Linked DNA regions of Rattus norvegicus: region 2 is linked to region 1. The links are chromatin contacts, called in public Hi-C maps. All regions are on one chromosome and are shown on one strand. The core of a region is the stretch at or near the end of the contact, and the rest is flanking DNA. Distances in the headings are between cores, read along the strand shown. Region 1 has its middle 190 kb from the start of 1700020N01Rikl. Region 2 has its middle 120 kb from the start of 1700020N01Rikl.

What was found. A called contact is a pair of places that touch in the nucleus more often than the background predicts.
Region 2: a Hi-C map of the Rat2 cell line shows a contact between it and region 1, with 6 times the contacts expected there. The contact joins two enhancer-like sites. A contact is called at or near these places in 3 of 12 Hi-C or Micro-C datasets (the Rat2 cell line, Schwann cells and mammary epithelial cells).

Annotation. Positions count from the first base shown.
Region 1 is chr1:25,024,020-25,028,078 of GRCr8, forward strand. No RefSeq gene overlaps it. Among named protein-coding and RNA genes, the nearest start is that of 1700020N01Rikl, 190 kb to the right of the region's middle. Within about 2 kb of position 2,447, at least 49 of the 93 cell types and tissues checked have an H3K27ac peak or open chromatin away from gene starts, as enhancers often do.
Region 2 is chr1:25,333,820-25,338,130 of GRCr8, forward strand. No RefSeq gene overlaps it. Among named protein-coding and RNA genes, the nearest start is that of 1700020N01Rikl, 120 kb to the left of the region's middle. Within about 2 kb of position 2,887, at least 1 of the 93 cell types and tissues checked has an H3K27ac peak or open chromatin away from gene starts, as enhancers often do.

The sequences.
Region 1 (4,059 bases), core at 1,197-3,696:
AGATTTTCTGAAGACGGAAGAGGACAGAAACCGTAGACACAGAAGCAGAAACAAACAAAGAAAATGCTTACTGCCCCTAAGGGATCAGCTTTCCCTGGGCATCAGCCATTTTTTTTCTTCTCAGTGTAAACGGTTGGGAAACATATGTGATTTTTTTTCACATGGTCTTTCTTTAGTTCTTGCTTGATATCAGTTACCTAAGACTTCATCTCTGGTATTAGTAGGTAAAAAGGTAAGATTGGAGACAGAATAAGGATCGGAATGGTAGCCTTTGGACGTTATATATATTGAAGGTCATAGGATAGAGGTGTGCTTCTGGAATCATCTGTCATGCTGCATTCTTTCATATGAGGCTATGCATGGATGTGCTGTTGTATAGGATGGAGAAGGGTCTAATGTGGGCAATAAAGGCAGCTGAAACCACAGGCCAGACATCCCTCATAGCCCAGAGAATTTAGCAGTGTTTTTCACAGAGGCTGCCCTCAGTGAGTCAGACTCTATCCCTGCCTGCTATTTCCTGCCTGCCCTGGAGCAACTCACCTCCATTTGCCTCTCGTGTAGCCTGGGACTGAAGACCTCAAACCATAGTGTGTAGTTGTAAGGCCTAACCAGCATGCTAGCGTGTATATAGGACTTAGGCAACGTCTGATGAGTGGTGTTGGTTTGTACATATACATCTACAAATTATCTCGTGTATATTGTATATGTCTATCTGACTGTGCACACATAAGATGAGTCTGTTGTCAGTTCGAACTATTTACGGTATACGGCAGAAGGATATTGAGGTTTTTGAAAGCAGATATAAAAAAAAAATGCCACAGAGCATGGAATTCCCTGCCGTTTCCAGTTTCCATGTCTGTGGTTCAGGATGGTACAAGTCTTTCTTTTTACCTTTTCATGATCCATCTTTGTGATGGTTATGCATAAACAAGTCCTCTACCTCCCTAGACCTTCTAAAAGGCTGACTACTGAACTTTACACCTCAGCATCGGGGGGTTCAGAAAAATATCCAAGTATAGGATCTGCCCCTCACCAGGGTCATCATCATCCTTGCTCTCTGCAGGGTCTCTTGTTTGTTTCGGTGTCACCAGGGTGAAGTCCTGAGTCAGGCTGGATGGAATTCCTTAACTGCAACTTCGCTTAGACTAATTGGGTAGTGTTCTGACTTAGAAAACACATTGTTCGTGGTTCTGCTGTTTGTTTCCAAGGGAGTCCCAGGAAGGGGCGAAGGCTCATAAATATGACTAGTTGTGTGCTTGTGATTCATGTAGTCAAACCGGGAAGGAAGATCTGAAGTCAGGCAAGCCTCTCGAGGTCGCAGCCATCCCAGTCGCCCTCGGCATGTACGAAATTTCTTCCTGTTGACTCACAGCTCTGTGGAACTTTTATGGGCTCTGCTGCTGTTTGACTGGTGCCTCCCACCGTTCCAGAGCTGGCCATTCATGCTGTTTCCAGCTCAGTTTATCAGCCTCCAACTCATGAGTGTAAATATTGACTTATGGCTGTGTGGTATTACGATTCCTCAGCCATGTAAAATGATACACTTGAGGAGCATGCAGAAAATATTGTCCTGTTCCACTACTTGAACAAGGCTAGTGTGCAGGGGAAGGGACGAGTGTAGACAAACAGCACAGATTTAGAGCACCTGCTACCTGAGCCAGCTGCTCCATTAAGAGATTTGTTTTTTAAGGCAGAAGACAGAGTCTAAGTGGCTTAAGTGTCTATTGATCCATCCAGGCATCCAGGGAAACGGTTGTGTGACCTGCTTTTGGAGCACCCCTGATTCTGGGCTCTCTCTCTCTCTCTCTCTCTCTCTCTCTCTCTCTCTCTCTCTCTCTCTCTCTGTCTCTGTGTGTGTGTCAGTGGCAGCTGTTTGCCACCGATAGATGGACTATCCACCTACCTCCTGTGTTTCAGTGTCCTCACCTGAATGAGGATTGTGATGTCTACTTGGAAGGGTTGTCAAAACCAAATAACATGCTTAAGGAACTTCCACGGTGCTTGGCACAGGAGCGCTGCCAGCACGTGCTGAGTGGATAGCGCTCACCACTTGAGAAAAATGTGCAGAACTGAACCTGATAGGGCAGATTTGGAGGCAAGTTTTCTGACTAACCTTCCAATCTTTTCAGAAGGAAGTGAAGTTGCTTTTTCATCTTCACAATCCTCTAGAGGCGGGGTTTGGGTTTCTGTTGTCTCCCCCCCTCCCCCGTTCCCCTTCGCTCCCCCCTCCCACCCTCAGAATCCAGAAGCTCACACAGCCTCACATACTGTAGGAAAAATTCATTTGAGGAACAGGTTTCTCAAGCGTTTTCTTCTCTGAAGCGTTTTTGAAATTAAAGCAATATTCTTTTCCCTAAAAGAAACAATGTTGCGCACAGAGAGGCCCTCCCCAGGCTGAGCCAGCCAGCTGGATTGAGGTCATGTTGAATAGCCGCCACTGTCTGAGGCCCAGCCTGTGTGCGGTTCCACTCCTCCCTTGCTGTAGATGCTACTCCAGGCTCAGATGCTCACCCATTCCTTATGCTTAGATATCCTCAGTTCCCTTCTTTTTGGGGGTGATCCCGACTGTGCCTGGTTTAGGATACCTGGTGCCTTGACACCCCCACCCCACCCCCACCCTACCTCCTCCTCTATCATAGCCAAGCTTGCTTTAACTCCGTCAGCCCTCTCACCTCCCACTGTACACGTCGGTACCTGCACAGCTTTCTTTGCTTCTGTCTCCCCTCCTTCTGTAGGAGACTCGGTGTAGCTCCGTCTCTTCCTTTTTATGCATTTGTCACACTGATTAGGAGCAAGTGGGGAGTAGCCCACGTCTCCACCAGCCTGTAGCTGGAGACATGTTTGATTTACCTGGATGTATAACTTTGTCCTCACTGCCTAGGGCAGTTCCTGCTGCTGTCTACTCTTGTTTACCTGCATATTGATTTGTCTTAAAAAGCCACTGCCTAGGGTCACTAAGTGGAAACAATAACAATGTGGTAACAGTAATGGACCTTTCATTGGTGTTGATTTTGGTTCTTTTGGTTCTTTCACTGCGCAGTCCAGGCTGCCCTTAGAGCTCCCCCCCCACCCCCGCCCCCCCAGTGCTGGGAAGTATAGGCACTCGATTCCACATCCAGCTAATAACGAACATTGTAAGTTGCTACATACAGTTTTTCTAGACTCATTCTCTCTCTTTTCCCTTTCCCTTTTTTCTCCCCTCGCCCACGACGTGGACTGAATTTCTTCAGAAATCTGAGAGCAGGAAACACCTGAGGCACAGAGTAGTAGTTAACGCCTCACCCCGGCTCACGCTCACGGCCAGTAAGTACACTGAGGTCTACATCTCAGCGGGGCCGCATTGCAAAGACTTGTGTGAGCATGGCTGAACGAATACACAGAGATGCAGGCTAAGTTCTTCAGGAAGGACAAAGGCATTGTGTAAGCACTCCTTTTTTATGGAAGAGGGAGGAACACTGACTATGGAGACAGAATTGCTTCCTGGTGGAGGGAGGAAGCCCCTGAAAAGTAGCACCAGGTCCCCTTTCCCAATTAAGAAGCATCAGTGAGGCGGGGTTGTCTAAAGATGCCTGTTCCAGGCTGCCTAGCCTTCGGCCTCTGGTCTGGCTGGTTAGTGATGCCATCAGCCCTTGGCCAGCAAGGCGTCTGGTTGGTTTCCTCCTTCAGTCTGCTCTGCCCTCTACTCCGTGTCCAGTCGGCTTCTCTCTGTTTTCATGTTGGGCTTGCAGATCACTTTCTTGAGAGAGCCACAAGGTTAAGTAGTAACCGTGGTATTGGTATTCCATATAGGTCGCCGCTCCCTTCGTGCCTGTCTGGGCTTCCTGTTTCCTTCCTTATTTGTCACACTGGACTGTCTTTCCCAAGAGACGGAGGGCTCCTGGGGGCAGTGCGGTGCATCCTTCCCCCTCGTGTCTCATGTATCAAGGGAACATGAGGGTTTGGCACTCAGTACAGGCTTGTGTTGACGAATGAATGGAATGGTGACTAGGTCCTGGAAAACCTTTCCTAATCCTCACAAACATTCCCTCCCCTCCCTTCCTCCTCTGCTCATCAAGAGCA
Region 2 (4,311 bases), core at 1,637-4,136, 310 kb after region 1:
AGGAGAAATTGTCCAAGATCAGTAATTCTAAGCTTGGCATATCATCAAAATTTTCTGGAGAGCACTTAAAAAATATTCCATAGGCCTCATTCCAAGCACACTGAGTCAGAGTCTCTGTGAATGGTTATAGATTTCTATAGATACAACCTCTCAAGGCAGTTTCAAATCTCATCCAATTAGGGAACAAAAAAGCAATGTGATCATTTGGAAATACCATGAATTTTAGGTTTTCCAAATTCAGCAGCATGCTTTGCTTCATGTCAACCTAATCTATACCTGATGGACAGGATGTATTTTATTTTCCTTGGATATGGGCATGAACCATTTTAATGGGGAAGGAAATTCAAAGCTTCCTCGGTCATTCTCTGTGGTGGTTTGATATGCTTGGCCCATGATTAGTAGCACTATTAGGAGCTGTGGCCTTGTTGGAAGAAGAGTGTCCCTGCTCTTCTTATGCTCAGGCTCTGCCCAGTGTGGAAGAGACCTTCCTCGTGGCTGCCTTCAGATCAAGATGCTGAACTCTCAGTTCCTCCAGCAAGAAGCCTGCCAGACTCTATCATGCTTTCCACAATGATGATAAACCTATAAACCAGCCCCAATTAAATGCTGTCTTTTATAAGAGTTGCCTTGGTCATGGTGCCTCTTCACAGCAATGAAACCCAACTTAAGACATCATCTTAGGTAAAAAAAAAAAGTGTGTCAATGAAGACAAAATACAACAAGTTTGTATACACAGCGTGCAGGGGGTACATACTGTACCCCTCCCAAGGCTCTGGTTAATTAATCTTTTTCTTCCTAATATTTACTCCCTATATACTAGAAACGTACTTTTAACAAAGTTGTCTAAAATATTTCCCTGCATACTCCCAGTGTGATGCCATGCTATCCCTGGGCTTCTGGGATGGTGGTCTTCCCCCTTTTCTCCTCCTGTTGTCTACTCTAACATGTTGAAGCAGCCATATCTTAGTTATATAGCTGACATCACATGATGAAGACATTCCCAAAAGAATTTCACCTCAAGATACAAACTGTTTTAGGAGCATCATGGTTGCTGAATTAATATTTCAAAGTCAGAGCATGAAGGGTTCTGAGACATATGTCATGTCCTCCCTTAGACTTGTCTAGGACACGGCCTTAGTCTCATGTCCACAGGTTTGGTTGGCAAGTACCTTGGGCTTATTTACCCCCAAACAATATTCTTACTTTTGAAATTTTAATAGAAAGATTGTATAAAACCACTGTTTTGTGCCCATTTTAATCATCCATATTATATGTTTTTGTCTTATATCCTTGACTTTTGTGAAGCAAGGATCAGATACGTAACCATTAAAAATATTTAAAAGCGTAAGCGAATTAATGCCAGCCTGATTAATGCTGAACCAATTTTGTAACATTTTCCGAATGTTTTGGAATATTTGGTAACTTAATCCACCAAAGAGCCTTACATATTTTCTCTTATTCTGTTGTATCATGCCATGCTGTGTTTTAAAGGCAGTCAACATAAACCCATAAACCCTCTACCACAGGAATCCACACGATTGACTATTTGGTCTCAAAATGAGGTACAGAGGGAAGGTTGTATAAACCTTAGAACTTGGCTTCAAGTCTGACATCACATTCATAACAAGACTTCAATCCAGAATGCCACAATTACACAACATATGCTTCCTTGTGCTAGAATAATTCAACAGAACAGTCGTTACAGAACAGGTAGAAGAAAAAAATTCCACAGAAACAATTTGGAATTATGCCATAGATTTAACATGCTGTCCTCTCTCTGGAGAAACGCAGGCCGTTTGAATATGAGGGCAGTTAAATTAAACATAATAACACTTGTTTTTCACTCTGACTGATTCATCGTTGCTTATCTGCAAAGCCACAGAATAGCCATAGAGAATTCCTGTTATATAATATTACCCAAATTATGGGGAAAGAAGAAGCCAGATTCCTTGTTTCAGTTCCGTTTGTGATCTGGATTGGCTCAAGATGGTTAGAAGTATCTACAGCATGGTCTTCATGCTCTGATTTCTCTTTTCATCCTCAATTCCTACAGCAAAACTCTTCTCTAAATAAAGGACCCGTTTTAAAAGAAAAATATACAGAAATATTTCCTATGGAGCCACCAGGAACCAAGAACTGTTCTGTGTGCTAAAAGATAAAAAGGGGCCGGTGTGGGCATTTCTCCACTGTGTTTTCTTCCTGGTGAGAAGAAAGTAAGCAGTAAATGTATGGTGTGTGTTTGGCAGGGGTGATCTATACACCACGGTTCCAGTGTGGAATTGTCTCTGCTAGCTGCCTCTCTTGTACTGAGCGGAGTCCATTTGAATAACCCTTAGCAACATACTGTGAACGTCAGTGGTATGTACAACTTCCAGCAAGCATTTTAAGAACCTGGTGTGCCCTCCTGCTATTCCCCAGTTCCTTCTCAGTAAAGAGGATTCTGAATTCCTGAGGACTGAGACTCAGACTTGGAAGCATATGGTGCCTGAATCCCAGGCAAAGGAAAACCAGTCGACAACTAGCACTGAACTGTTAAAGAAGCATGCAAAACCGTGAGATACATTCACTTGCAGAAACGTTCGGGTGCTCATGTTTACTCCATTAGTCATCAAGCAATATTGAATAGTGGGTGGCCATCATAACCACCATGGAGAACAAACAACAGGAACCTTACAGGAAACGAGGAACCTTACAGATGGAAATTATTAATCTGAGTGGAGTACTCAAGAAAGACCTCCTTATCCAGTAATATAAACAGAGTAGAAGAAAATAGCAGAAAGACCATATGTACTACACCCAAAGAATGTTGTTGAGGTCAAGATGGGGGCTTGTGGAACTAAACCCAGGTCTGAAAGGACACAAAGTACTCTTGACTGCTGGGACATCTCTCCAGCCCTCTTATTGCAACCTTTTCATTTACACACAAATGACTGTGTTTTGATCTACTTCATCTCCCCTCGCTACCCTTCCTGTGGTCCCCATTTCTTCTCCCCATAGTTGTCTTCTTCACAAACACAGAAACACAGTCCCTCTTTCTGCTTGCCTCTTTTTTTTTTTTTTGGCTAAGATTGACAGGGTAATGGGACATAGTCTAGGCAGTGATCATTTTTTTGTTAAGACTGGATATATATTTCATACAGATTGCAGTGGTTCAGAGGAACATTAAGGATGAAGAAGAAAGTCTGTCCAGACACTCCTTCCAAGGGAAAGACAACAGCACACAGGTTAAGGACCTGACTTTGAGTGGGAGATGAGCCACCTCAACAGAGATAGGATCCAGTTAGGGCATCAGATGGGGGCTGTGAGGAGTGCAATATAACAGGGTAGAGGCTCGAAAAAGTCCCCTCTGCTGGTTCTGCTTCCTCACTGAAACAACTACCCTGAAAGTTTCCAGAATTTAGCCATCCCAAGTAAGACCAGACCAAGTGGATATGTGTGCAGCTGCAGGCCGTGGTGGCCACTCAGCAGTAAGGTAGAGTGCATAGGTTTGGAGAAAACTTGGGTTCAAGGTGTTTGAATGTTTAACTGGGGGGCGCTAAGGGCCTGAAAAATAACAGTGATGACAATTCATAAGACTTTGTTTGGACGACTGAGATCACAAAGGGGATGGAGACATCATGGGAAGTTGGATGGTTTGATAAGCTCTTGGACCTTTTGAGACTGAAGAGTGATCAAAGTCGGGGTCCTAAGGGAGGACATCTTGAAAGCTAACAGTAGTGAGACTTGGCAGAATGATGCAGACAATAAAAATACTTAGCATTCCTTGAAACCCTGGACATTTTGGATTCACTTTGAAATCTACTTTTGCCACTCTTTGTTAGAATAACACTTGACTTCTCATTGTTCTGTCTCTAGAGAAGTGACATCCCTTGTTCATCTCTACTCCCCTTCCTGTCCTCCACACTGAATGGAATCTGCTGTGCCCCTTCATGTGGTCCTTTTACAAGTCCTTCTCAAGCTTGTGGCATTAAAGTTGCTAAGACAGCATTCAGCTCACCTCCCCCTTCCTAGCCCAAGGCCAAGAGTCTACCTCAGAACACTATAGCCCACATCCTCTCACGGCTACCCCACTCAAATCCATTTTCCAGTCAAGGCGATTGCCTTAGAAGTCTAAACTGGGTCATACTATCCTCCTGCTTAATGGACTTTCCATTGCTCTTAAAGAGTACATTCTTTCCATTGAACACATGGTCCTGTGGGTTCAATCTACAGCTGTTCTTGGGCCTTACCGCTCACCGTCTCCTGTTTACTCTCTACCTACTTTGGTCTCACAAGACTTCCAGTGTTCTCCCTGAACTCAGCATCATCTCA